Linked DNA regions of Mus musculus: regions 1, 2, 3, 4 and 6 are each linked to region 5. A link is a contact called in public HiCAR-type and promoter capture Hi-C data. All regions are on one chromosome and are shown on one strand. The core of a region is the stretch at or near the end of the contact, and the rest is flanking DNA. Distances in the headings are between cores, read along the strand shown. Region 1 holds the start of Osbpl3 (oxysterol binding protein-like 3). Region 2 overlaps Osbpl3 (oxysterol binding protein-like 3). Region 3 holds the start of Zfp398 (zinc finger protein 398). Region 4 holds the start of Zfp746 (zinc finger protein 746). Region 5 holds the start of Tra2a (transformer 2 alpha). Region 6 holds the start of Zfp212 (Zinc finger protein 212).

Region 1 (4,556 bases), core at 1,610-4,109, 1.2 Mb before region 5:
CATTGGCTATGTGCTGGGCCAGTAGTTTTTGGTCAGGAATGCTCCAGGGGTCGTTTGGAGGCTTCATAGTTGCTACAACCTGGTAGGACATTGTTCTTTGTGTCTGGTGGGTAGAGTGCAGCTTCCAGGCACTGGCCTTCCCCACATGCACACAAAGAATTATTGGGCCAAAAGTGTCAATCACAGAGGTCAGTGGGACTCTGTCTTAGTCTACATGGCAATTGTTTCCAGATTATAAAACTCTTCATGTAGCCCAATAAGTATAGTGATTATTTTCATCTCACAAAGTAGGAAAGGTGATTGCTTAACTAGGAGGTATCATGGCAAGACAAGAAGCCAGGGGCTCTCGTTCTAGGAGCCTATGGAGTTCTTGCCTATACTCCATTATGACCAGCTTCCTTTACTGTGAAAACATGCAACTTCAGGCAGCACTTGCCTCTACTAGGAACTTCAGAGGCTAAAAAGCTTCAGCCAGACCAGGGAGATGTCTCATGGGGTGAAGACAGTTGCCACTAAGCACGAGTTTGATCCCCAGGCCCCACATGGTGGAAGGAGAGAACCAAGTCCTGCAAGTTGTTCTCTGGCCTTCACATTTATGCAGTGCTGCGTGTACACACACACACATACACACACTGACATTTGATAAAAGGAAAGAAAGAAAGAAAGAAAGAAAGAAAGAAAGAAAGGGAGGAAGGAAGGAAGGAAGGAAGAAAGAAAGAAAGAAAGAAAGAAAGAAAGAAAGAAAGAAAGAAAGAAAGAAATTAAGCCAACGTAGAAAAACCCTACAAGGTGGTGGAGTCTCTAGAAAGATCAACAGCATTTGTTCAGCTCTTCAGAGAAGAAGACTCTCGAAACTTACTATATGCAACCATTGATCTTTCTCTAGTACATTCAGATCGTTGTGCTAAAATAGGACTGTGGGGAAAGCTAATTTTAGGACAGTAACGAGCTTTTGCAAGATAATTAACTCTGCGTGGGTTTCAACTTTAATCTTTCCCCTCTTGATTTGTAGGAGTGGAGCGCCTGGAAGTTTATTTAGAAGAGGAAGTGAAACTGAAAAGACTGGCTGAGATTCCTCTTTCTTGGAGGCAAAGCACTTTGAATATGAACAAATCTCTCATCCTGACTCATTAACTGCCTTCAGTACCAACAGGGAACACACAGTCAGCTTGGAAGAAACTTAAGAAAAATCCAAGGACAGGATGCCAGCTTAAACAATAAAACCATAGCTTTCTGTCCAGCCTTGGCTACTAGGCCATTTGGTACAGGCTACCACCTCGTTGTGTTCCAGGTAACTATGAATTAGGCTCAGCACAATATGTGTATGTATATAGTTATGTGATTGTGTAATCTGGCGTGTGAACTTTGGAGACGATAAACACCATTTACAAAGTCCAAAGGTTGGATTTGCCTGTAGCAAAAACATTTCTGTGGGATAAAAGGCATGTATTCGGTAGAAAAGCTGGCCTGGATGCAACAAGATGATTTGGAGTAGGGAGGGGAAAAAAAGTGAGTGTGACTCAGGCACCTGAGCTGGGCGTGGGCAAGGTGCCTCAGGCCTGCTCCTCGGTGCTCCTTCCGGTTTGGTGTAGTTTAGGAAGCCCTGCATCATTTATATAGGGATTGCCGAGTGCTAGGGCTCACAGCATCAAGAAAATCTGCTTTCTTCGTCAAACTTCCCCGGCCACCTGGCAGAGCCAAAGACAGTTCCAGAGAGTGTATCCGTGGAAGGTTCCAGAAAGTGAATATCCAAACCTAGTGAATGAAACATGGTTTATACAGATGTGAGAAAGAGCCTCAGAGACGTTCATACAGGGTCAGCCTGACAACGGTCAGCCGCTGGTGGAGGCATGTACTTGGCACTCTGGAACATCTAGAGTGTCAGCAGCTGAGCCAAAGGAGCCAACATGCCCAGTTCGGTGAGGCAGGCCAGATGGATCTTAAAGGGGTTAAATACATCTGCAGTTCCTAGTGCCCAGAAAGCGTTTCCTGAGCCTGAGAGCTGCTGAGTCCTTCCTGCTATGGGAGCCTATTTGAGAACCTCCTCCCAGAGGACTTCAGGGGCCTGAGCTTCTTCCATCACCCCTTCGGAGGCTCTCTGCATGGCGCTCTCTGTGCTAACAGTTCACCAATGTTTTCCTGATTATTCACATATATATATATATATATACTCTCTTTGGTTTATCGTCTGCGTCCTCTCTAAAATGTAGGTTCTGAGAGGGCAGAAACCCGGTGTGCCTTTACCGCAGGTGCAGGATCACATCTGTTCCTGGCATTCATCATTCCCTGCCCACCGGGCCACCTGCGGCGCTGGACTCATGTGCGGTTTGCAAATTGACCTCAAATTATCAGTGGCTGACATCCAAGCTAGGATTCTGGCAAGTGGGCGGTGAAGTCGGATGGGCCTGGACATCTAGCCAGATGCTCCTGCGTTTCGATCGCAAACTACACTGCATCTTCTTTCCTAACCTATGGACGGGAACTGTAACAACAACAACAACAACAACAACAACAACAACAACACCTTTCTCCCTTCCTGCCTCCTCTGTAACCCTATACCAATCTGGACAACTGCTTCTGGGGGCCAGGTCCCCAAAGTCCGAACCAGTTTCTAATATCTTGTGTCTAACCCTTGGCTCACCACATATTTCCCCCTTATTTATTCTCAGCTCTTTTCAGTGTTCAAGTGATTATTGTCCGTTGGACTACTTTAGTCCCCTGGAATCTTCTCCTTAAAACAGCTCCTTTCGCGCGAACCTCAACTTCCTCCTAAGTCATTCACTAAATATTTATTGAAAGCCTAAGGGGCACACACTACTCTAAGGATGCTGGGAGCCGCTGCCCCGCCCAGCCACACCTACCATCACTCTCCACCGCTCCACACGCCCTGAACCCTGGCTGGCGTCACGGAATCCGCCTGCAGCTTCCAAGTCCAACGCCTCACCGCCTTCCCCCGATGACTCCTGATTGGTGGGAGTGGGAGCCACTCTGCTGCCCCCCCTCCACCGCCCTTTTCACGTTATTCCGCCCAGTGGAGAACTCAGGCTCCTCCTCTTAGCTCCCTCCCCTCGCTCCAGCTCTTCAGCTAATTGCCCGGCAGCGCGCGCCCTAAAGTTCTAGGCGAAGTATTGAGAACTGGTCGCGGGGATCGCACACCGGCCAGTAGCAGGGGACCAGGGACCCCGGCACCAGGAGAGCTGGTGCACTGCGCGGGCTCTCGCCCACCATCTGTCTGCGAGCAGCGCTCGGCGCCCCAGTCTCCTGCGGCTGGTGCTGGAACTGCCGTCGGCTGAGACTTGCAGGGACCCGAGAAGCCCGGTTTGCGTCCTTCTCGGTCTGAAGCACGCACTGGGGAATCGAGAAGCGTCCCCAGCAGCGGAACACTTAGGTGAGCAACAGGGCGTCCGCCCGCCTGGGGTTGAGCTGTGGTGGAGGCCCCGAGAAGGCTCGGGGACGCAGCCATTCTCTATGGTTCAGACTGTGTCTGTGGTGGTCCCGGGAAGCCCGGGTCCACGGGGCAGCCCTGAGACTAGGAGGTCGTCTGTCGTGTAAGCGCCAGTTTTCTGGGAGGAAGCACTCTGGTGCTGCTCACCCTGGAGCTGTGCCCCTCGAGTTACAGCCTGGCGGGGATGGACCCGGAGAAGGAGCGGATCTCAGGAGCCTGCGTGCGGGTGCATGAGGATGCCGCGTAGAGGAGCTGTCCCGGCACAGCCTGGCGCTGTGACGGGCTGGAGGCACAGGAAACCTGCTTAATTCTGCCAGGAGGAAGGCTTTACTACACCCTCGAGCTTGGGGCCCTGCGGTGCAGGCACCTCGCTCTTCGGCCTCCCCAGTCAGGTCACACCGCTCCACAGTGTCTGCACTGGGACCGAGAGCACCCTTCCCTTGGGGCTTCAAGCACTCAGCGGGTGATTGGTGCCTCTGGCGTCTCCCGTGGCATTGTCTTGTGTCCTTCAGACACTTCTTAACCAGCCGCGCGCCTCCCAGACTGTTGGAGCTGAGAGGGACATAAAGTTGTCTCTCACCTTGTGTCAGGGAACGGGGCTGGGGCATTGGAGTCCCCTCCGATGTCGCAGTGCCCTAGGAATCTGATTACTTGATGAGATCGTTTGGGTAGTGTATTTTATTTACACTGTAGCTGCAGAAGATGGTTTCAGAGATAGGTAAGCATAGCTCTGACTTTGGGTCATCCACACTCAACACTCTAAGCATCATACAAGGTGAGGACCTCCTTTTGGCCTCCAGAAACCTTCAGACAGATTGCAGTGCATCCAGGCTAAATGTCCATTCTGTCCATCAACTCCACACTGCCCTGTTTGCAGCTCTTCACAGAGCCTAAAGCTGTCTGGAATCATCTGCTTGTTTTTCCATCTGCCAGCCTTCTTCCGCTGCTAGGATGCGAAGTCCTGGGAAAGCAGAGACCAGGTCCTATTTCTCGGTCGGTCCATCCTCAGTGTGGAGAAGGCAGCTCTCCACACTGCAGCCTCACACTACACATTTATGGAATGAGTAAATGTTAACTTCTTCATAATCTGAGACTATTGATTTCATGGCTG
Region 2 (4,350 bases), core at 1,236-3,735, 1.0 Mb before region 5:
TTGGATCCTAGAATAAAAGACACACACACACACACACACACACACACACACACGCACGCACGCACGCACGCACGCACACACACACACACACACACACACACACACACACACATTAGCTTAATTTTTAAATGCCTTGGCTAACTCAAAGGCTGGACAGTTCTAATCCTCTGCCCAGCTATCATAGATTTACCTCCAATACTTCTGACTCAACGCCCTCTAAATCTGTGATCTATCTTTGCTGCCCTGTTCCTTCTGGGTGGCCCCCTGGTCTTTTCTGCCCAAGACACTTCTGGGCAGCCCTTCTGGGGGGGGGGTGCACATTCCTTCTTACCTACATTTCGGATGATTTTCCTTCTGCAGCTCTAAATCGGATCTGTCTCCCTCCAAAACCTGGCGCTTCTCCTCTCCTCTCTTCCAGTTCCTAGCCTGTGCAATCTAAAAGTTCTGCCCCTCTCTCTCCACCCAGCCATTGGCCGTTGGCTTTTTATTGATCAATCAGAAAGCAATTGGGGACAAAGACCTTTAGCATTTGGACAGGCAGATTCCCTGATTAATTCAAAACATTCAAACCAATCCCCAACATCCCTTCTCTCTTTTTAAGTAGAAGTCTGCATCTTTTCAGTAGCCTGCAAGGCTCTGCACCATCAGCACTGCCCACTTTCAACCCTGTAATGCACGCACATACCAGGGCCTTCACATGCGTGAGGCACATGCATGAGGCACGTGCACACACACCCTCATTCCTTCCCAGCTCCTGCTGCCCTCTCACCACTGTCTGCCTCCTCAGCCACCAACCACATTGGCCCCTCTTGCCTCACTTCCCCCTCCCCAGCCTCCTCTTCTGATGTCACCACCTCACTCTGTCTTCAACTCTCATGATCAAATTTTCTTCAAGATATTTGTTAGCACTGGAGTTAGTTAGCTTACTCGTTATTTCTTTACCTGTCTGTCTCTGTCCCTGTCTGTCTGTCTGTCTGTCTGTCTCTCTGTCTCTCTGCTCCACACCCGTAGTTTCACAACAGTGAAAGTCTGCTTGTTCCTGTTCATCCTCCAGCCCTGACTGCCACTTGATTCAAAGCACAGAGGCTCGGAACCTTACAGATAAATGGAAAGGCCACAGATGCAAGAACATACGTAGGGTCTCTCTCCAACCTCTTGGATTTTCGCCCCACCCCTTTCTCTCCTAGAGTCTTCTTTCTTTTAAAGCTTTCTTGTATATGAAGTTGCTTGAGAGCAAAAACCCTTGTCAAAGATGCTTGTACCTGACTGCGATCAAAATCCTGAGTCTGACTTCACCGGATCCTCTGCACCACCTGTAACCCACAGGGTGCATTTGTGAGGTTGGCTGGGTTTTTTATGATAATTTATAAGTCAAATGAGGTTGCAGACAGGCATAAAACCAGCAATGACAGTACTTCGTAGAAAATTTCAAAGTACAAAAATACTTGGAAAACTTTGCCTACGTGTTTTTCAGAAAGAAGCCAAAGGCAACCTGGGGCATGAATGTGTCCCTCTAGTCCAGGAAGAATAGCTGTCCACATCGGCTCAAGGGAGTGTGCTCACTTCCTTAGCTACCGTCTACTCCGGGACCAGAGAAAGAATGCGTTAATGTGTTTGAGTCCAGGTTTGCCTCCAACCCAGAGCAGTCCTCCTGCATCCATCCTCAGATACTGAGAGTACTAGTGTGCACCATCATGCCCCATTCTACAGGAAAGAGGTTTGGTTTTGGAGATGAGCATCAGACATTGAAATAATTCAGCCACAGATGCCAGACACGTTTGGGGACATGGCTGTCTCCTCTGTGACTTCCCATCTAGCCGTCAACATTTGATTTGTTGATAAATATCGTAAATGGAAAAATCTGAGCCCTACTTCCCAATAAAGGTCTGGCTCCTTTCTTCCCTGTCACTTTTACATGGCTGCAGCACTCACTTTGTAATTTCCCCGTTCACATCTCCAGGCTGATGTGTCCCACCTCTCTTTGCATTTTACCAAAGCCTGGAACTGGCAGAAAACGACCTGGAAATGTTACTCAGATTTCCCGCTTTCCAAATATGGCTGTTGTTTCCACTGGGAATAGTGCTGGGGCTTTTGATTTATGGAGGAATGAATGCCTTCTGTCCATGAGGAATTTTAAGGGTGGCCAGGCAGTTGGAGATTTCTGAAGCATCACCTTTAGGGAGTTAGTGCTCCCTCTGCTGGCTGCCGAGTGGTACTGCATAAACAAGGCTGAACTGAGCTATGGGCCTGGGAGATGGGATGAGCCAGGACTGAGGCAAAATAAGCCACAAGCCAGGCTGCCTCACAGACCACCATTGATAGATACTGAGGAAGTAGCTTGTACAAGGGCCCTGCTGCTGGACTGGGCCTAGAATGGAGGAAGTAGTACAAACTGCGATTTTATGCAACCTCTTTAACTGGTCTGCAAATGACTGTTTTCTTCAAGTAAAAAGAATTATGAGTTAATTTTAAATTGCAGAAGTGAAAGCTCCCAGGCATTAGTCACAGTGACATGGTGGAGCAGCACCTAATGCACTGGCCAGATAGCACTTGCAATGTACTCGATACTTGGCAGAATCTAAGAACTGAGTTTTGTGTTCCTGTGTCACGTGAAACAAAAGTAGAAAAAGTCCATCACCTCTGCAAATGTGCGTTACTGGGTTACAAGCTGCAAATAGGAAGTTAACTGCAGTTTACATTGGGTAGCAGAAGTTTTGTTCTGGTTTGGTTTGGCTGGTTGGTTTGGTTTTGTTTAAATCCAGAGCCTAGCTAGGCTGTGGGAGGAAGCTAGAAAGCGGAGAAATAAAGCCACATGTTTATATTTAATTGATTTCAAAAAGAATCCGAGTAACGCATGGTGAGAAAGGGCAGTTTCTTCAAGAATTCTGTTGGGACAACTGGATTTCCACATGCAAAAAAGGAAATATTTGTAATCTGATAAGAACAAAGCATAAAATGGAACTCAGTTGCAAGGAAACAGTGGGTGAATGGAGTGTATGGACGTGCACCCCAGTCACACCAACCCTGGGGACTCAGGAGAGTAAGGCAGGAGGACATTGTAAGTGCTGTATGGCAAGATCCCATCTCAGAGAAGATGCTACGGAAAGTGCAGCAAGCCGGGCTTGAGGTTAGAAGCTTTGGTTGCAGGCCTTCAGGATCTGAACTTGGCATCCAGAACCCACGTGGTAGGAGAGAAGTGACCCCTGAAAGTTACCTTCTGACCTCCATGTGTGTGCTGTCACACACACACACACACACACACACACACACACAGACACACACACACACACACCACTGTTTTCAACAAAGGCAAATAGAGCTAGAAGCACAGCTAGGTGGCAGTGAGCCTGCCTCCCAGAAAAGGGGGAACAAAAGTACCTTTAAAATCATCCCTAAAAGCGAACAGCCAACAGCTGAGTGGACGTTCAGTATCACTCGTCATGTCATTCAGGAAATACCAAGTAAAACCATTGCTTAGAACAGCTGGCACCAAAATGCTGAGAGGAACTGAAGAGATGGGAGCCCCTGCACACTGCCACGGGATGGGCGTTAACATGGCCTTCAGGGAGGATGGAGGTCCTCAAAACACTAAGCTTCTCTGAGTAGACAGCCAAAGGACATGAAGACCCAAAGAGCCATCTGCACTCCTGAGTTCATGGAACCGCTGTTCACCGGAGCAAAGGGATCAGCCTCGGGGCCATCAACACTTAGATACGGCATCGAGGCAGAATGGAATACGGCTCAGACGTAAAAACAATGAAGTCCTGTCATTTGCAATATATACATAAAGGAATGTAGATACTGTGCAAAGTGAAATAAGCCAGGCCCATAAAAATGCCCCATGACCTCATCTGTAAGTGGGACAAAAAATATTGACTCCTAGAAACAGGAAGTAGGGTGTTAGTTACCAGAGGTAGGGTTGAGGCCTAGGGAAATTACTGATCAAAGGATACAATCTCTCTGCAAAGTCAAGAGAGCCATTAACAATGTATCTATAGACTTGAAAACTGCCAACCACTTTCTCAAGTGCTCTCACCTAAATAAATGTGAGGTAAAAACATGCTAATTAGCTTGAGTTAGCCATTCCACAATGTGTACATAGTTTAAAATATTTTTAGATGATAAAAACATATAATTTGTATTTGTTTACAAAATAAACAACCCAGAACGGGCCATATAGAAACACTATTGTGGCGTTATTTTTTTTTTTCCTTTCCCTGGAGACGCGGCGTCATTAAGTCAAGGCCAGCCTCTGATCCATTCACCTTGCAGCTGAGGATAACCTTGAACTCCTGCCTTCCTTACCGAAGAGCACCCCTACACCCGGCCTCACATCTTTATCTTGCTTCC
Region 3 (4,577 bases), core at 840-3,339, 1.4 Mb after region 5:
TCAACACTATAGCATTGAAAGGGACAGGGGCATGAGCTCCCACTCATAACTGCAGAGTTACAGACAACTGATAGCTTCTGGGGAAGAGAAAACCCAATTTTTAAGGTTGTGGCCCCTGGTAAATCAACCAAACTCCAGTGGATGCCCTACACCAAGGAGTATATGAGAAGTACCTCATGGATCATTTTTTAAAAAGGACACAAAACTGGGGACACTATGAGGGAGGGAGGAGTGAATCTGAGAGGAGTTAGGAGCAGTAGGGTGAAATGGTCAAAATACACTCTATTAAATTTTCAAAGAATAAAAATATTTTTAAATCATTTAGATTTATTTATGTGTATCTGTATCCTGCCTTCATGTAAATATGTGACAACATCTACATGCCCAGTGCCCTCAAGGGTCAGAAGAGGGCATCAGATACTTTGGAATTAAAGTTACAGATTGCTGTTAGTCACCATGTGAATGTTAGGAATCAACTCGGGGCCCTCTGCAAGAGCAACTGGTACTTTTAACTGCTGAGCTATCTCTCCATAACCCCTAAAAAGATTTCTTAAAATTAAAATTAAAAATATCAGTATTTCCAAATTCTTCTTCATAAAACAGTCTTGCCCTGGTCAGTACCAAAGTCACTGAGTCCAAGTGATTATTGAGGACTTTAAATGTGCTCAGTTCAATTGAGATGTGTTGTGTTTAAAATCTCATTAATAGTTTTATAATATTACTATTAAAATATTTTTATACTTTGAGCTAAATAACATTTCACTGAATTAACTGAAATTAATTTCCTCTTTCTTTTTACTTTTTTTTTTACTTTTTTCTTTTCTTTCTTTCTTTTTTTAAAGACACACACTCTGGCTATTTGGCCAAGCATATACTAAAATTTCTGATTCTCCTATTTTAAACTCCTCTGTGAGCCACCATGTTACCATCATGGTTTAACCTCCTAAACATGACTACTAGAGAACTAAAAGTATGTGACAGTTTTCAGCATGGCATATACCTATAGCATACACCATGGGCTCTACTATCTTTTTTAAGGGTTGGGGGAAAATTAAACTTGAAGGGTATTCCCCTCTACTCCATTCCCCGCCCCTCCCCGCTGCTCCCCTGGTTTCTTCTTTCTTTTTTACTTCCTATCTACTCCTCTGCAGACCTGCCTGACTTCTGACTTATTTAAAAAGTCTCTTTGAGCTGACCAAAGCCTTCTTAGGTGGCAAACAAAAGCAATACTTTCCAATCAGAACGTTCTGTTAAACGACCATCCCCTCTTCCTTAATGGCTGTGTGCAGGGACTGTGCGGGTTGTCCTGGTAGCCCTGGCATCTCTGGTGCATGCACGGCTGGGCCCACTGCAGGCCTGCAGCAAACAAGCACACGCACGACTGCACTACTGGCTAAGCCTGCGCTCGGTCGGCCTTCCAAGGTCCCCGCGGCGCCACAGCCTGCCCTCCCGGGCGCGCGAGGCTGTCTGTCCTCACGCAGTCCATAAGGACACACCTTGGCTTTTACCTTCCCCGCCACGCAGGTGACTGTCCTGCCGCACCTAGCAACGACAGCTCTCGCGGCTGTACAGAATGGCTGGTGGATTGCAAAAACACCTCGAGCCCACTTCCCCGTTCCGCGGGCTGACGCGGAGCACCGCGGCGCGTGTAGGTTAGAAACTGCAGACCCTGGTCCCGCGGCGTCGCCCGGCGCTGCGGTCCGCGGTGGCCTTGCGGGGCAAACGACAGCCGCAGACCCACGCGGGCCACAAGGCCCGCTGCCGTCCCCAGCTCCCTCGCCTCCCCCGAGGCCCGGGTGACAGAGACGCCCGTCCATCAGCGCCCTTACCGGAGCGGCGGTCGCCTCAGCCATGGCCCTCCGCTGCCCGGTCCTGTCCCGGGAGTCGCCACCACACGCAGGCCCGGCTGCTCAGTGCTCTCGGCAGACGGCGAGAAGCGGTCTCGCGTTGCTCGCTCTGACAGGACTCGCGCGGCAATCGGGCTTCCGGGGGCGCTGGGACGCAGAGGAGCTGAGTAGCGAGCAGCCTACGCCGCACCGGCTGCAGCCGCCCCTCAGCTGGCGCTTTGTGGGCAGCGAGTACTGCAGGCGCTCTGCCGGCCTAGACGCGCCCCCCTCCGGTCGGTCCTCCCGGGACAGCGCGCCCCCTGGCGGCCCCCGCATCCGGAGCGCCTTCCCAGAGGTCAGCTTCTGAGAAAAGAGTTTTGGTGAACGCAGATCCAACCTACTCGGGTTTCCCATCCATCTGAGAAGACCCAGCAGATGCTACATAGTTTAAGAGCCAGGGAGCGGTGTCCAGGCTGGACGATAGTGTAATCGGCTACCAGAGTGAGCTAGGTGGGAATGATGGAGTTATATCGTTCGTAGAAATTACAAATATGACTTGTATTGGCACCAGAGATTCTGATTATTTTGATTATTGTCTCACTTGGGCTTGGATGAGAAGTAGAATTTTTATAAAGATTTGTTTCTTTTAATTTTATATGTATAAATGTTTCTCTACACTTGGATGTCTACTGCCTATGGAGGCCGGAATAGGATGCAGGATAACCTGGAACTGGAGCTACACACACAGTTGTGAGCCAAACCCAGATCCTCTGCCGAGCTCACTCACCAGCACCGACAAGTGGACTACTTGAGCCAACAGAAATAAAGCTTGTGGTTAGATTTGCTGGATCTGGACTAAGGACCAACAAAAGACAGAGTTGTGTGTTTAACAGCTTGTGTGGCAGAAAGATAATCACACAGCCATAACTTTCCAGTATTTCTCTTTTTTCAAACATGTATGAACCAAAGTCTTCTCAGACATTTATCTCAGTAAATGAAATGAATCCATTCAATGCCCTCAACAGTAGACTGTCTATAGTGCCCCCACAGTATAGGGATCTTCCTGCTGGGCCACTACCACTTGAGTGTACTGTGAGTCTTTATAGTGTACATACAAAGCAATATCTTGTGTATACTTTGAGTCTACTTGAGCATGAACTGTGGTCAGATGGTGCATAGTTGGGAGTTAAAACTACCGTTCTCTAAACTAGAACATCACTATAATGGAATGAACTAGAAAAAGAAGAAAGAAGAGGAGGAGAAAGAAAGAGAGAGACAGAGATAGAGAGAAATAATTGACCTCAGGAAAATAATTAGTGATTTTATTATTAAAAGACATAATTTTTAAATGTGGCCTTCGGCCTGGCAGTGGTGATGCCCATCTTCAGTCCCAGCACTTGGGAGGCAGAGGCAGGTGAATCTGTATAAGTTTGAAGCCAGCTTGGTCTACAGAGTGAGTTCCAGGAAAGCCAGGGCTACACAGAGAAACCCTGTCTCAAAAACAAAAACAAAAAACAAAAAACAAAACAAAACAAAACAAAACAAAACAAAACAAAAAAAGGCCTTAGAAAGCAAGAATAAAGCCTGATATGATGGTACTTGCTTTTAATCCATGCACTAGGAAGCAGAAACAGGAAACTTTCTGTAAGTTTAAGGCCAGCCTGGACTCCAAAGCAAGTTCTAGGTCATTTGGAGCTCTACAGTGGAACCCTGTTTTAAGGGGGTGGGTGACTAATTTCCAAACTCTCTGTTTCCCTCCTAGTTGTCAGATGCTCCTATGGATATGAAACATGAACATTTGTATGACTAAACAATCCTTAATCCTTTAACTTTTTGAGGCATGTAGCCCAGGTAGTGAAGGATGACTGTGACCTCCTGATCTTCCTGCCTCTACCTCCCAAAGGTTGGATAAGCAAGACACATTCAACTGAGCCCCACCAAGCATCAGGGCTAGCTCTGTCTGTTCAAAATAATGATGCCATCACCAAGCTGTTAAATGTTTCATCCTCTAAAACAGTGGTGTAGAGAGAATATCTTGTGTATTGTATGCATATATCACCTGTCAATTAAAAAGCCTATGGCCTTAAATAGGAGGTAGAACATCCAGGAGGCAGAAAGGTTTCTGGGTATGAGATTTGTCCAGGACGACGTGATGAGGGATGTATGAGGGATGCTTCTTCTGGTCTCCACCTCCTGCATTCACATGATGCACAGAAACTTACAAAACCTCACACACATAAATAAAAAATGAATCTGAAAACAAACAAAGAGGACTGGAGAGGTGGCTTGGTGGTTAGCAGCACTTGTTGCTTTTGCAGAGGACTTGGGTTCTATTCCCAACACCTACAAGATAGCAACAACCATCTGTAGCTTCAGTTCCAGAGGACCTGACATCCTTTTCTGGCCTCCAGGGACACTTCATACACATGAATACAGACATATAGGCAGGAAAACCAAGACCCATAAAATAAAAATGAGTATATCTTTTAAAGAGAGACTTATATATATCCTCATGTTACAACATATAATTGTAGTCCGGGGTTGACACCTCAGAAAAGTGAAAGCATATGCTTACCCAGAGACCTCCAGTGGTTGTTTGTATTGGCTTTTGTGCCAGCTAGAAAGTTAAAACAGCCAAAATGTCCCACAGAGGAGAATGGTTGCTTAAACTGGCAAGTTTATTTTTGTTTTTGTTTTTGTTTTTTTGTTTTGTTTTGTTTTGTTTTGTTTTGTTTGAGACAGAGTTTCTCT
Region 4 (4,487 bases), core at 7-2,506, 1.2 Mb after region 5:
AAAAAGGATTCCCCTCTCTCAAATGACTATAGCTTGTGTTAACATAAAGTTAGCCAGCACAGTCAGGGAGCTGGGGAAGGAGGGTCAGTTATTAAGAGTAAGAACAAAACTTCAGTTCCCAGGTTGCTCCCAGAACCTGAGACCCCTGACCTCCTGCACACGCGTACACATATTTGCATACATATGTGTGCATATACATAATCAAAAATAAAAGTAAATCATAAAATAAATAACGAATGGCAACAACAAAAAGATCTCAGGCACTGGTCTTGCAGGCTCCTGCTAGGGGGTGGCATGGAAGGCAATTCTGAATGGCAATACATCTTCTTTGCCACACGGGGCTCCACACTAGGCTTCTGGAGAAATTTTACATTTTGACTTTTTTCTTCCTTTCCTTGTTATTAAAAAACAAAAATATGAATTGAAAAAAATTAGGGGTCTGGGGTCTACTGGCACTACGTTAATGGACATGCTTCCAAACCTACCTAAACTTTGTTAGACATAACCTTTTATATGAACACTGTATGAACATGAATAATACACATGATAACACACATCTTGTTATACATTTGTTACGCATTTTAACGCCAAAATGAAGTAGTTCCGGACTACTCTCGTTCAACATCTTTCCACGCTTACCTGATATATCACAAGAGGGCGTTGGATCTGCGGTAACTACAGCTTGTGGTGAGATGCTGGGAACTGAAACCCAGCCCTCTGCAAGAACAGCAAGTACTTTTAGCCGTTGAACTGTATCTCCAACTGCATTCAAAAAGATTTTAAACGATGGCATTTTAACCCATTTTTCATGTCATTAAAATGTTTATTATAGTATACATACTATAGAAACCCCACATTTTTTGTGTCATTAAAATGTTTATTATAACACACATACATAATCCTACAGAGAACCTACTGTGACTTATCAAGCCATATTTCTATTGTTGGAAGCATTCATTCCATTTCAAGGCAAAAATAGGCGTGCTACAGCTGGACAGCTGCGGAAGTGACCGTGCCGGGGTGCGCACTGCCTGCCGAGGCCGTACCCCCAAGTTTTATACCGCCAAACCAGGTGGCACATCGCTGGTGAGCACTGGCGCCGCGGGGGGCGTGGCGATATGCGGGGGCGTGGTCGGAGGTCGGGCCGAGGCGGGGCCTCGTGAGGAGGGCGGGGCCAAGCGCGGCGGCAAGCGGGTGCCGGCGCTGCCGTTCGCCGCTCGAGCTGCAGGTGGAGCTGTGCCGCCGCGCTGCCTCCAGGAAGCCTCACGGGCCTTCGTCGGCCTGGCCGCGGCACCGGCTCCCAGGATGCAGTGTGGAGCGGCCGGGCGCTGACGGCGGCGGTGCGGCTGCGGGCGGAGCGGCAGCAGGCCGGCCTGCGAGGAGCGCGGCGGGGAAGGTAGCGGCAGGCCCGGGCGGCGCTGCCGGCGGAGAGGACCCGGCAGCCGGGCCTGCGTGGGGCCGCGCGCCGCGGCGTCGACTTCCTTCGCGCCGAGCAGGACAGCGCAGGGCCATGGCCGAGGCGGCCGCGGCTCCGGTAAGGGCGGCCCGCGCGCTTGGCCTGCGCGGCCTCGGGCCCCGGAAGGCCGGGGCCCAGCACACTGTGCCGCAGGCCCCAGGAGGGCTTCCGGGCCAGACCGGGCCTGCGGGTCCTGTGGCTGCGGCGGGCGGCCGCGAGGTCCTCCGGGGCCTACCGGACCGGGTGGAGCCGAGCGCAGGGAACGGCCGTCCGCGCCCGGGAGGCCGACCTGCGCCAAGTTCCCGGTCTGCGCGTCCCCGGGCCGGGCTCCTTCCTCAGCGCCGGGCCGGTGCTTCCCTCTCCCAGCTCCCCCCAGCGGCCTGGTGGCACCTGGGAGGTGTCCGACGTCGATTCTGTAGACAGTGAGCACCCACTATGTGCCCAACCCTCCTCAGGCGGCACGCGAGGACTGCTCGTATTTGTCCAGCCAGGCTGGCGCTGCACTCAGCCCGGTTTAGGCATGATTTTGTCTGCACTGCAAACCTGTGGGGTAGTAACTATTATAGTTATTATTTCATACAAAAGAAAAGCTGAAGGCCCAACGAAGTTAACTTGCCAAGAATCTCAGCGAGAAAAGTGTGGGAAGACAGTGCTCTCACAGTTCAATGTCTGTAATAAGGAAAGCAGTCCAGGTACACGAGTAGCCTTATGGTCGAACAGAAAGAGGTCGTAGCCAACCTGGTGGAGGTTCGAATGCAGGTGCTTAGCAGACTCTGGTGCTCCTCCCGCCCAGCCAGGTAATCTGTGCTTCTGTGAGTTGAGTTAGCTAGGGTTTCTAGGGCTTGGGCAAAGAGAGGCAAGGGCCAGACACAGGACAGTGCAAAACTGGTCCACAAGCCTGGAGATATGGTTTTGGATATGAGGCTGCAGAAATGGAAGGGGCTGGGAAGGCCTGGGCTTCGTCATATGGGTAGGAAAGAGTTGAAGGAATTGGCATCAGTGACTCCGGTCTCAGAGTACTGGCTTCCCTAGCTGTTTGGCAATTGACTATCCCACCTTCGCTTTAAGTTAGCAAGGTGCTAGGCTTCAGTAGAGCACAACCCCTACTTCCAACTACACAGGTCAAAGACCATGGACCCCATTTAAAAAAAAAAATTAAACAAGAATGACATCAACAAGATAGATGTTTGTGCAAATGTCTTTGTGTAACACACAGATTGCAGCAGAGAGAATGGGTGGCAAAGTACAAGGATACGTCTGAAATAGACTCTAGTCTGGGGCAATCCCAGTCAGGGCTGGTCCTGAGGAGTAAGGGACCAGAAGTGTCCTCCACAGCACTTGCTCCCTCTAACAGTTCTGCCAGTCAGAACCCATCTGAGACCCACTGAACGTCCCCAGTCAGAGCCAGTGTCCTTCCTTCTGTACAGCCTGAGGAACTCTTGAGCACCACCCAGGCAAGCTTTTCTGCCTCTGGTCAAGCTCTCATGTCCCCATTTTCTCATGTCTTCCCATTTTCTGGTTCTCAGCAACTCAGATGAGTCCACACTAGTTTCTAGAACTTGGTTTTTTTGGTTTTTTGTTTTGTTTTGTTTTTGTTGTTGTTTGTTTGTTTGTTTGTTTGTTTGCAAACAGTCACCAATCTTTTTTGTTCAAGAATATTCTTCTAGAATATAAGAAACATCCATCTTCAGGCACTGACCAGAAATGGCGCCCATGACAGGATCTCTGATCTACCCTGTGGGTTGCACCTTAGATGTACATGGAAGAGCTCCTCCCATTCCCTACCCAAATGTGTTCTTTATCCCCAGTAGGTAGTCACTAAAGCCTCTATGCCACTCCCAATGACAGGGATGCATCAGTCTTATGATTGTTGTTGCACATGTGAAAAGTATGACTATCTGCCTTCCTCACCAGATTATAGTTTATCCCTGATCTCAGGACAGCTCATGTCTGAGAATGATTCTTACCTTAAAGGAAGTTCAGGTGGTATAAAGAGTCCAACTCAGTGCCAGGCATAGCAACACACTTGTCACCCCAGAACTTGGGTGGTAAAGGCAAGGAAAACCAAGGGTTCAAAGCCATCCTCTGCCACTTAGTTCTAGAGCAGCCAAGGCTATGTGAGACTTCATCACAAAAACCAAGCAAAATACTCAGTTCTTTGATTGGTTAAAATTGGCAGTAATGGTAATTTTAGCTCATGGGGGAGGGGCAATTAAGAAAGGACCAAATCAGATTGTCCCAGAGGAAGGGGAATTAGCCATTGAGCTTATCTGTCTGTTAAGTGGGGACATGAAATGCTTTTTTAAAAAAGCAGTTGAGCAACCTCCTTGTTTGTACCTCTCAATTGAGCAGCTGGAGTTTTTGCTGGGTCATCATCATGCAGTTCCTGTGCGATTGTGACAGGAGTGCAGGCTGGGCTCTAGTAAATCTGCAGTGTATCGTTCATCCACTAAAACAGCCCAGCAATGCTAAGTCATTGTTTATTTTGCAAAAGTGCACTGTGTGTTTACCATGTGTTTAGCGCGGTGCTATGAAAAGACACAGTGTCCACCAGAAGAGATGCTCACTGTAGCGACATACAGGAAATGACTGAATAAGGTGGAAAGCACCAAGATAGGAATCTACACAGTGTGCTCTGCGGTCCTAAGGCAAGGCACCTGCCAGACTCTGGCTACTTCTGTTATACCCAAAGAGGCTATCACTTCCCCTATACATGAGCTCCCCTAGGCCTAGGGGTCTTGAAGGCTCAGTGCAAAGAATGATGCTGGTTTCTCTTCTTTCTCAAAGATTTCTCCATGGACAATGGCAGCTACAATTCAGGCTATGGAGAGGAAGATTGAATCACAGGCTGCTCGACTGCTTTCTCTAGAAGGTCGAACTGGGATGGCAGAGAAGAAGCTGGCTGACTGTGAGAAGACAGCTGTGGAGTTCAGCAACCAGCTGGAGGGCAAGTGGGCCGTGCTGGGAACCCTGCTGCAGGAATATGGGCTGCTGCAGCGGCGGCTGGAAAATGTGGAGAATCTGCTACGCA
Region 5 (4,569 bases), core at 236-2,735:
TAACACTACATATTAACTTACATGATATTACATGAATAGAAGGGTAAGTATTTAATAATGAGCTCTCTGAAAGAAAGAGGAAGAAAAATGATTTGCTGATATTCACAACATAAATCTTCCTGTTGTGGCTGAGTCCAAACCATTAAGAGTTTAATAATGGGGGCTGGAGGGATAGCTCAGCGGTTAAGAGCACTGACTGCTCTTCTGAAGGTCCTGAGTTCAAATCCCAGCAACCACATGGTGGTTCACAGCCATCCATAATGAGATCTAACACCCTCTTCTGGTGTGTCTGAAGACAGCTACAGTGTACTTACATATAATAAATCTTTTTTTTTTTAAAGAGTTTGATAACTAGCTCTCTGACATTTCTGATAGGCTCTCTTTTTATATCTCAGGTTGGCTGGAACTTCCAACAGTCCTTCCTTCTAGACGCCTAAGTGGTGGGATCACAGGCACAGATCACCACACCCAGCTATTTCAGGTCTTTGTGAATTCATTATTTGTGCTGGTGTTCCTTATTTTTCTAGAGCAAGAAGTATGGATACTAATGTTGCCAAACAATATATTCCCCCAATTTATTTTTATTTATTTACATGTTCTACAGTGTTGAGGACTAAACCCAGAGCCTAGTACATGCTAGGTGTGCTGGATAATTTTCTATCAACTTGGCACAGATAAGGTCACCTGAGAGGAGGGAACTTCAATTAAAATGCCCCCCGCTGTGGTGGGAGCTCATGCCTTTATTCCCAGAACTTGGGAGGCAGAGGCAGGCAGATTTCTGTGAGTTCCAGGCCAGCCTGGTCTACAGAGGGAGTTCCAGGACAGCCAGGGTTACACAGAAACCCTGTCTTGAGGTTTGGAAGCAGAGAAGAGTGAGAAACTCATGGCTTTTCAGTATAACCCCATCTGTGTATATATTGTTATTTCAACGTTTAAAAGGGCAGATACTAGCCGGGCGTGGTGGCTCACGCCTTTAATCCCAGCACTCGGAAGGCAGAGGCAGGCAGATTTCTGAGTTCGAGGCCAGCCTGGCCTACAAAGTGAGTTCCAGGACAGCCAAGGCTATACAGAGAAACCCTGTCTCTGTAAAAAAACCAAACCAAAAAAAAAAAAAGGGGGGGGGGCAGATACTGGGGATAAGGAAAACTCAGCTGGAAAAGTCGGTTTGTTTGTTGGGTTTTTGTTTGCTTGTTTTTGGTTGGTTTGTTTTGCTATGCAAGAAAGACCTGAGTTCCATACCTAAAGAGAACAAAACCAAAAAAACTCAAGAACAAAACCCCACAGGCAAAGCCAGGCGATGACACACGCCTTTAATTCCAGCACCCGGAGGACAAACCGACCCAACGCCAAACAGCAAGCTCTTGAAACCCGCCAATCTCCCGCGCTAGGCCAGGCGGACACAAAGCCTCCCGGGGCGGAGGCGGGGTTCGCGACGACGTCATCACAGGTCCGCCCCTTGACGTCAGGCGCCGGGGACACCAGGAGGTTTCTGGCGGCACGGGCGCCATTTTGCCTGAACGTGCGAGCTGGTGGGAGTGGAACGCACTGGCCGTTGTAGCCGTCGCCTTCTTCCTCCCCACAGTCCGAACAGCGCGGTGACTAGGCCGTCGGCCCTCGAGCCGAGACATATCTCTTATTTAGTTCTCGGGAGCGCCTGGCCGACATGAGTGATGTAGAGGAGAACAACTTCGAGGGCAGAGTGAGTACAAAGCCGCGGGAGCCGTCTTCGGCGGCGGCCCGATGCTCCGGGGCTCGGGGACGAGCGCGGTCGGTCGGGCGAGGTGGCGGGGCCCTCAGGAGCAGCCTTGAGGGCCACCGCGAGCGCGTCACGTCCCAAGATGGCTTCGGGGTCCCCCTGCGTGCCCAGATGCCCCACTAGCCCGCAGCGCTCCTTTCTGGCGGCTGACTGGTACCTGGCCTGGTCCTATCCTCTCCTGTCGCTCCCTTTCCTCTCAGCTTCCCATCTCTGCTCCGAGGTGCGGGTCCCCGGCGCGGTGGGGCAGGAGGCGGCGGGGCGCTCCCTCCGGCCGGATAGTGGTAGGTGCTTCCTGCGGTGGCATCTCGGGCCACCACCACCCCTCCTCCGGCCATCGCAGCGGGGTCTCGGGGTCAGAAGTGCGCGGGGCTGCTGTCCGGGCGGGGAATCGCTGGCGCGGGACTAGCTGGGGCCTGTTGTCTCCTTGGCTCTCTGTTGCAGTGAGCGGCCGCGTCTCCGTCGGAACCGGCGGCGTCGCGTCTGTAAAGGCGAAAGCCTTGAGGTTGAAGGTGGGACGAGCCCAGTGAAGTGGTTAGTCAACGACCGCAGCGACCCTTAAGAGTCCTTAAGACGAGAGCGAGCGGGGAAGGGAAAACTACGCAAGAGCCTTTCCCCTTAATGTCCTCTTTCCTTTCGCTTCTAAATGAATGTGGAAATGCAGTGACGCCTGTTTTCCTAACAGCTAGATGTTGGGTTCTTTATGTCTCAACTTCCAAAGCTTTCCTTCCTGTGACCATTCCTCTGAAAACTCCTTTACAGATCTTTATGGCTAAACTGCCAAGACATCTTACTTTAAACCTTACGTAACTGAACAAATTTCTTGCCTCAGTTTTCAAAAAAGAAAAGAAAAAAGCTAATCATTGTTAACTCAAAAGATTATACCTGAAATTTACAGACCCTCCCCCGTTTTTCTCACCCATTCCCCGGAAAAGGGACTCAAGACTTTGGTTATCTGAGGTCTTGTGAGTATAAACCGTATATTCACAAAGCTTGAGTATATTATTAGAACGTTACCGGTTTTTGAGTTTTATTCCGAAGTTACCCTAGTATTGGAAATTAATGGAAGTGAGTCCTGGTAAAACCATGGAAGGAAAAAAAAGGGAAACAAAAGTCCCATGGTACTCGAGGGCTGGCAGTTGTGTTGGTATTCTAGTGGAGGAGGGGCGGGTGGAAAAAAGCCGCTGGAGGGCTTTGCTGAAGGAAAGAATTTGTCCCTTTTGGAAGCTCGGGATTTAGACACCTGTACTCTGTCAGTCAAGTCATATACGGTCAGTTAGGGTTTTGATCTTGAGAAAAGAGGGTGCATTTTGTTTGTTTATTTTTTTATTTAATGCACTAGGACAAGGTCATAACTACATTTAACTTTGATTGGATTATTTGAATGAAATTTGCACACAACGATTGAGTTGAACCTGCTTACTATTTTTAGGATTGTTTTATTGTACTAACAACTTTTAAAGACTATGAAGTAAATATTTCACGTAGTTGTATTACTTGTGAAACTAAGTAATTAGGAAAAGACGGTTGGGGTTTGGGTGTGTTGTTTTGTTGTTATTGTTCCTGGTTTAGTCTGTGGGACTTGTACCAGTGTTGCTCTGATGGCTCTGATTGCTGCTCTGGTTCTCCCATTTGTCCTCTAGTGGAAGGAGTAGTGGATAATTACCACCTTCCCACAAATTATTGAAGATTCCTATCCACTTTTCAGTTTATTTAGGTATTAACAACCTAGTTAACAGATAGGGACTTTCTAGCTCCCTCTCTTCTGCCATTAGTAGTACAGCAGTACCTGTGGTTCAGTTTACATCAGCGCTTTCAGGGTCAGTTACAGCTCTTTAAGATGTAACAGTTTTTGTTTTGTATTCTTAAATTATGATTGAACAGACTTGTAATTACATAAAGAATTAGAAGGCTAGAGGCTTGTGGGGGGGTTCATATTGATTTTTGTTGTTTTTGAGCTTTGTGGGAGTGGAACCCAGGCCTTTTGCATACCAGGCAAGTGCTGTACCACTCCTCTTCTTAAAGCAGCTAAGTATTTAAATACAGTGCTTTGTTTTTTTTGTTTTGGTGGGAGGTTGTATGCTTTTTCCCCCCTGTTGACCATAATTGCTATGCCCCTTTATCATTGCCTGTAGAGGTGTCTGAGGGCAGCTTCCTAAGAGAGATGTTTGAATGATGTGTTGAAGTTATTTACATGGTAGTTAGACTTCAAACTCTTCTCATTACCCTAAACTAGGGGAGGCATTGACAGGTCAGTAGTCAAATGCTGGGCCTATTGGGTATTTTTAAAAGATTATTAATATAGGGTTTTTATTATTATTTCCCTTCTGTTGGAATTTATTGGGAAGATTGCATCTGATACATAAAGTGAATGATTGGACTTTATCTTTAGGTGTAACAGGGAGCATGTTAATCCTTTCTCAGTAAAAGTGTTCAAGATTAGGTGGAGGGTTCCTAGAATGGACCAAACACTGAAGATAAAATATATAAATATATCTATGCTTACAATATTTTAGAATTCAGCCTTCTTGGGTGCATTTTTATTTATTGCTTGTAATAATATAGCAAGGGCTAGGGTGCTGTCAACATTTTAGAAATGAAGAACTACCCAGGAGGTGCTGCTGGTCCACACCTATGCACTTGGGGGTCAGAGGCAGTTGGAGTTTGAGGCTAGCCTGGTCTGCTGAGCAAGTTCCAGGACAGCCAGGGCTACACAGGGAGAAAAAAAAAAAAGAGGAGCTGGAAAGATAGCTTAGTGGTTAAGAACACTGACTGTTCTTCCAGAGAACTTGGGTTGGATTTCCAGCACCCACATG
Region 6 (4,444 bases), core at 264-2,763, 1.3 Mb after region 5:
TCTTGGAAATCTGTCTGCCTAGCCAAGGCCTCTCTCCCTATCTGCTTACCCTGCAGGGGGTCTGTTTAACTCCTGGTCTCTTATTTACACCTGGATGCACAAGTAGGATTGCTCCAAGTTCAGAGCCAGCCTGGTCTACCTAACTGGTTCCAGGCAGCCAGGGCACAAAGTAAGACCTTATTTTGAAAGATTAAAAAACAAAAACTAAACAAAACAAAAAGACAAGAAAAATACTTATGCCTGTAATATCTGCAAGTTGGGAGTCAGAGGTAGGAGTTTACAGTCATTCTCAGATAGGCTAGGCTGGGGCACATGAGAGTTTGCCTCAAAGCACAACCACTACCAAACAAACCCCAGCAGAATGACTTACACCTGTAAACTTAGCACTGGGGAGGCTGAGTCGGGAAGATTGTCATCAGCTTAAGGACAGCCTGTGAGGCTCTGTCTCAACAGTGAAAAGCCAGTTCAGGTCCATCTATCCTATTTTCCTATGTTAACCTCTACTGTGACACAGTATGAGGAGACTGGAGCCAGAAAAAAAAAAACGTAAAAATGCTTACAAGGAACTCAACATTCTCAATTCAAGTTAAGGAGACAAAGGCCTAGAGAAGTGAGCATAGACTGCCTTCCGAAGACCATGCACTGAATATATAGATAGATGAACGCTGAGTTACGGAAGATATTCCTCAAACCAATTTTCAGTGTCTTCACATTCTCTGAAAAGAGAGACAGCTGGAAGAGGCGGTAAGCGGATAACAATGCGCACCCACAGTTTTGTAAAAACAAAACAAAACAAAAAACAAGCAAGCAAACAAACAAAAACAGCAAATACACCAGTCCCCAAGGAGAGAAGGCTTCAACCTGTGGCTGCAAACTCAGTACAGATAGCTATGGCAGAACATGGCAACCGGAGCAGAGCCCCACTGGTCGGAGAGAAGCCCTAAGTCCTGGGGTCTTCCGTAGCTGAGCTCAAAGGCAACAACCCAAACCCAGGGTTTTATCCCGCGCCTTCACTCCAACTCAGAAAACGAGTCCCTAGTTGGCACGAAGCAGGAAAATATGTGGGCGCAGTCACAAACAATTCAAAAAGCCTCGCAGAAGTTTCTGCGGAAAGACGCAGAGCATCCGGGCTCTGAGCCTGACGCAGAAGGACCCAGGGAGCAAGCGAGCGGGCGGGCGGGCGGAGGGCGAGGGTACCGGGAGGGAAGTCAGCATCCGCCGGCGCCAACGGCCGCGGAGGAAACCAAGCCTGCGACCGAGCGCCTCAAGCCCCGCCCCGGGCAGGGCGCTGTCTCCCCCAAGGCCCTCCCGAGCCGGCCGGAGCACCTTACCCGAGTAGGCGTCGACTCCGCCATGGTCGCAGTCGCCCCACAACACCGACTGGCGGGATACTGCTCGAACTGTACGCCGCTCCGCCAGACGTCCTCACCCTCCTGGAAGCCGCCGCCGCCGCCGCCGCCGCCGTGTTGATACAAGGTGCATTCTGGGAGCGCTCCCCACCCCCAAGAAGAGCGGCAGCGGCTCCTCCTACCGCGCGGTATTTCTGTTGCGCCACTGTGCTCCTGGAAGGGGAACAGCAGCCTGGAAATTCAGTCATTGAGTGTGGGGTGTAAGCGTAAGGATTCTCAAAATCAAGAGCATTTTCTGAATTTGAGTCCTGCACTCCGCGAAATGCTTTAAGAGATTCAAATATGTGCAAGTTTAAAAAGGCGCGGGAAGGAGAGAGAGAGAGAGAAAGGCGTAGGGAGGAGAGCGTGGGGACTAGTAGAAAAGGAGGCTAATGGGGGTGGATGTGAACACCATACGTTCTGGACTTGCATGCAATTGTCAAAAATAAAAATAATTTTTAAAAAATGTGTACAAATGTGTACACCCTTTTCTGTGAGGGAAGAACACAGCTGAAGCTAAAGAAAAGGTGAATTCTCATAGGCAAGTGATTTTCTTCCATGCTCACCTATGACTTGGCTTTTTCTGGTCAATCCATTATAGAGTGTTAATTATGGTAATCACTTGCATTGCAGAATTCAAGATAGCCTTAATCACAAATAATTAACCTAGTCCTCACCGGGCAGTGATGGCTCATGCCTTTAATCCCAGCACTTGCGAGGCAGAGGTGGATGGGTTTCTGAGTTCGAGGCCAGCCTGGTCTACAGAGTGAGTGCCAGGGCTAGAAACCCTGTCTCAAAAAAACTAAATAAATAACCTAGTCCTCATGCCAGGGTGCCAGGGTATTAGAGGCAATGTGTTCTGCATTCTGGCTTGGAAACATCTGGCCACATCATTACCACCCCAGCGCTCAGGTGTTTGAGGCCAGCCTCAGCTATATAGTGAGTTTTTGACTAGCCAGAAATATCTAAAGAGACATTGATCCAAACAACACCCCCAAACCCAGTACTTGCAGTACTCAAATGCCTCATTTCCATTACATTGTCCTGGACATGCTGAGTGAGAATGACATGAGTTTCCACTAAGTGTGAATAGCTTCCTCTAAGAATTCAAGTACTCTCACTAGACTGGTCCCTTCTTCATTTTTCTGCAAATGATCCCTGTCTACACTGACTACAACTAACAACTTTCTCTAGAACCCAAGCCGATGGCCTGCTGAAAAAAAAAATTCTCAGCATCTGTTTTAACAGGCACTTAAAAACCTACATTTATATTAAAATAATAATAATTTTTTTAAAAGCGCTGACTCATTTAAGCCCCCCACAGCAGTCTGGGTGTGTCTGTGCCTTCATTTTATCTTTGTTTGTTGCCTTTGTTTGGATCAAATTCCTGCTTGACTCCATAACCGTGTCAATCAGTTGAGTGTGTCTACTTGTCCCATCTCATCCCCTTTCAAGCTGAAGGCAGAGGTAAGTCATTGTCCTGAACCAGCAGTCACCTTGAATCCCTGGAAGAGCAGAGTGTAAAGGATAGATCATGTCTCAGATAAGGGCAATTATCCTTGTGTGTGAAGCTGTACCCTGGAGCAGACCTCATCTTGTAAGAACCAGATGGATCCTCTTAAGCAATTCAATGGCAGCAAGAAGGACTTCTAATCACTTCACAGAATCAGAACTGGGACAGCGATCATCTAGACCATTTATTGACCAAGACAGCTTAATTACGTGACAAGGACTAGCCTCAGCTTGGAGAGGTGTTCTGAGTGGAGGAGTGTCTGGGAACAGTGAAACAAATGACTCAAAGTCAAATTGTGGGTCCAAGCTGACGGCCTATGTTCTGCTGTGGATGGCTTTCCAGACCTCTCTATGTGTTCAAGACAGCTTTTCAGAACACTCCCTGTGTTCTTCTCTGCTTGAGACAGCTTTTTCTTGCTAGTCTAAAAACTCTCTGGATAGCTCATCACTTGCAGATCAAAAACCCAGTTTTTTATTTACCTATCAATTCAGTCGCTCCCTTTTTATTATCCCATGAATCGGCATCCAATGACCCCAGCCCCTCAATTCTTCTAGAAAGAGAGAGCAAGCACAAGCACAGACAATAAGATATCTGGGTGGGACCCAGAACTCTGCCTTGAAACTTCCATCCCTACTAATAGGCCAAATCTTTTAAGTTTAGACCTCATTTTAGAGAACCTGATCTAAGTTTAAGTTCAGGTAAACTAACAGGCTCTTCTCTAGCATTAGTTTCCAAGTTGCCCCTCCAACAAAACCGGAGCCCAGCTCCTGTCTCTAGGCTAATCCCCAACAAGACCAGCATCTCCAAGTTATTCCCCCAACAAACCTGCACCCCCAGGTTACACCCCCTGCCTAACAATGACCAGTGCAGAGGGGGGCAGAAATTAAGCTTATGATATGACTCCCAGCACCAGCCAATTATGTTAAAGGCTACAGCAGCTTTCCAACTAGATACTTGCACACTTACCCCCTGCTTGTTGCTTACTATAAAGCCTTGCCTTGATAGATATTCGTGAAGGCAGTGTGCTGACGGAGGGGGGGGGGAAGCTAGCGCAAATAAAGACCTTGCTGTGAGTTACATCAGATCAGCTCCTGACTATTTTTGGGGGGATCACTAACATTTCCCTTGCACTACCACTCCTGGGTCTGAACCTAGATTTTCTTTGTCCCAGACTGACCTTGAACTCAGGAATCTACCTACCTTTGTATCTGCTTGTCTTTGTGACTTTCTGACAAGATGGCTCATAGTGCAGCTGACTCTGTTCCTTTAGATCTGTGAAGATCCTTATATAATTCATATTGCATCCTATGTTTTGCATAGTTGAGGTATTATATATTTTTGTGCTCATGTTTTCAGCATTTTCCCCACAGCCTTAAGGGCTGTCCTGAAAGTCAGTGTTCTACTGTTGTAACCCCCAAATTACTGGTACTAGAGAGACTTCAGTGTTTTAGAGACAGTTTGCCTCTGTGTTCCCCATCAGAGACTCCCATCCTCCCTCCCCCTCCCCTAGTGTTAGAATGGCACTCAACACTCCTCCTGATAA

What was found. Promoter capture Hi-C pulls out the DNA fragments that hold promoters and counts their contacts. HiCAR-type assays count read pairs that join an accessible place to other places.
Region 1: a contact with region 5 is called in a promoter capture Hi-C map of liver, with 3 times the contacts expected there. The contact joins the promoter of Osbpl3 here to the promoter of Tra2a in region 5. A contact is called at or near these places in 2 of 39 promoter capture datasets (liver and pre-B cells).
Region 2: a contact with region 5 is called in a promoter capture Hi-C map of pre-B cells, with 4 times the contacts expected there. The contact joins the enhancer-like site here to the promoter of Tra2a in region 5. A contact is called at or near these places in 5 of 39 promoter capture datasets (the 3T3-L1 cell line, 3T3-L1-derived adipocytes, the C10 cell line and 2 more), 2 of 484 Hi-C or Micro-C datasets (B cells and pre-B cells), 2 of 115 datasets of contacts at active chromatin or transcription factors (astrocytes and embryonic stem cells) and 1 of 9 other capture datasets (macrophages).
Region 3: a promoter capture Hi-C map of the HPC-7 cell line shows a contact between it and region 5. The contact joins the promoter of Zfp398 here to the promoter of Tra2a in region 5. A contact is called at or near these places in 2 of 39 promoter capture datasets (the HPC-7 cell line and embryonic stem cells) and 2 of 9 other capture datasets (liver and pancreatic islet).
Region 4: a contact with region 5 is called in a HiCAR-type map of astrocytes, with 4 times the contacts expected there. The contact joins the promoter of Zfp746 here to the promoter of Tra2a in region 5. A contact is called at or near these places in 4 of 39 promoter capture datasets (the C10 cell line, the HPC-7 cell line, liver and 1 more) and 1 of 115 datasets of contacts at active chromatin or transcription factors (astrocytes).
Region 6: a promoter capture Hi-C map of pre-B cells shows a contact between it and region 5, with 2.2 times the contacts expected there. The contact joins the promoter of Zfp212 here to the promoter of Tra2a in region 5. A contact is called at or near these places in 2 of 39 promoter capture datasets (the C10 cell line and pre-B cells).

What each region holds. Positions count from the first base shown.
Region 1 is chr6:50,454,657-50,459,212 of GRCm38.p6, reverse strand. It overlaps Osbpl3 (oxysterol binding protein-like 3), which reads left to right and starts at 2,859. Exons shown (of 24, transcript NM_001347213.1): 1 at 2,859-3,388.
Region 2 is chr6:50,303,231-50,307,580 of GRCm38.p6, reverse strand. All of the region lies in intron 20 of Osbpl3 (oxysterol binding protein-like 3), which reads left to right. Among named protein-coding and RNA genes, the nearest start is that of Gsdme, 44 kb to the right of the region's middle. Within about 2 kb of position 2,485, at least 97 of the 459 cell types and tissues checked have an H3K27ac peak or open chromatin away from gene starts, as enhancers often do. A contact at or near this core is called in B cells, macrophages and pre-B cells, where this site is marked.
Region 3 is chr6:47,833,173-47,837,749 of GRCm38.p6, reverse strand. It overlaps Zfp398 (zinc finger protein 398), which reads right to left and starts at 2,089. Exons shown (of 6, transcript NM_027477.3): 1 at 1,830-2,089. The coding sequence starts at 1,853. It also overlaps a transcript of Zfp786 not described here.
Region 4 is chr6:48,083,362-48,087,848 of GRCm38.p6, reverse strand. It overlaps Zfp746 (zinc finger protein 746), which reads left to right and starts at 1,256. Exons shown (of 7, transcript NM_001163475.1): 1 at 1,256-1,534; 2 at 4,244-4,487. The coding sequence starts at 1,511.
Region 5 is chr6:49,260,968-49,265,536 of GRCm38.p6, reverse strand. It overlaps Tra2a (transformer 2 alpha), which reads left to right and starts at 1,485. Exons shown (of 8, transcript NM_198102.2): 1 at 1,485-1,699. The coding sequence starts at 1,664.
Region 6 is chr6:47,917,637-47,922,080 of GRCm38.p6, reverse strand. Zfp212 (Zinc finger protein 212) reads right to left here and starts at 1,513. Exons shown (of 5, transcript NM_145576.2): 1 at 1,332-1,513. The coding sequence starts at 1,355.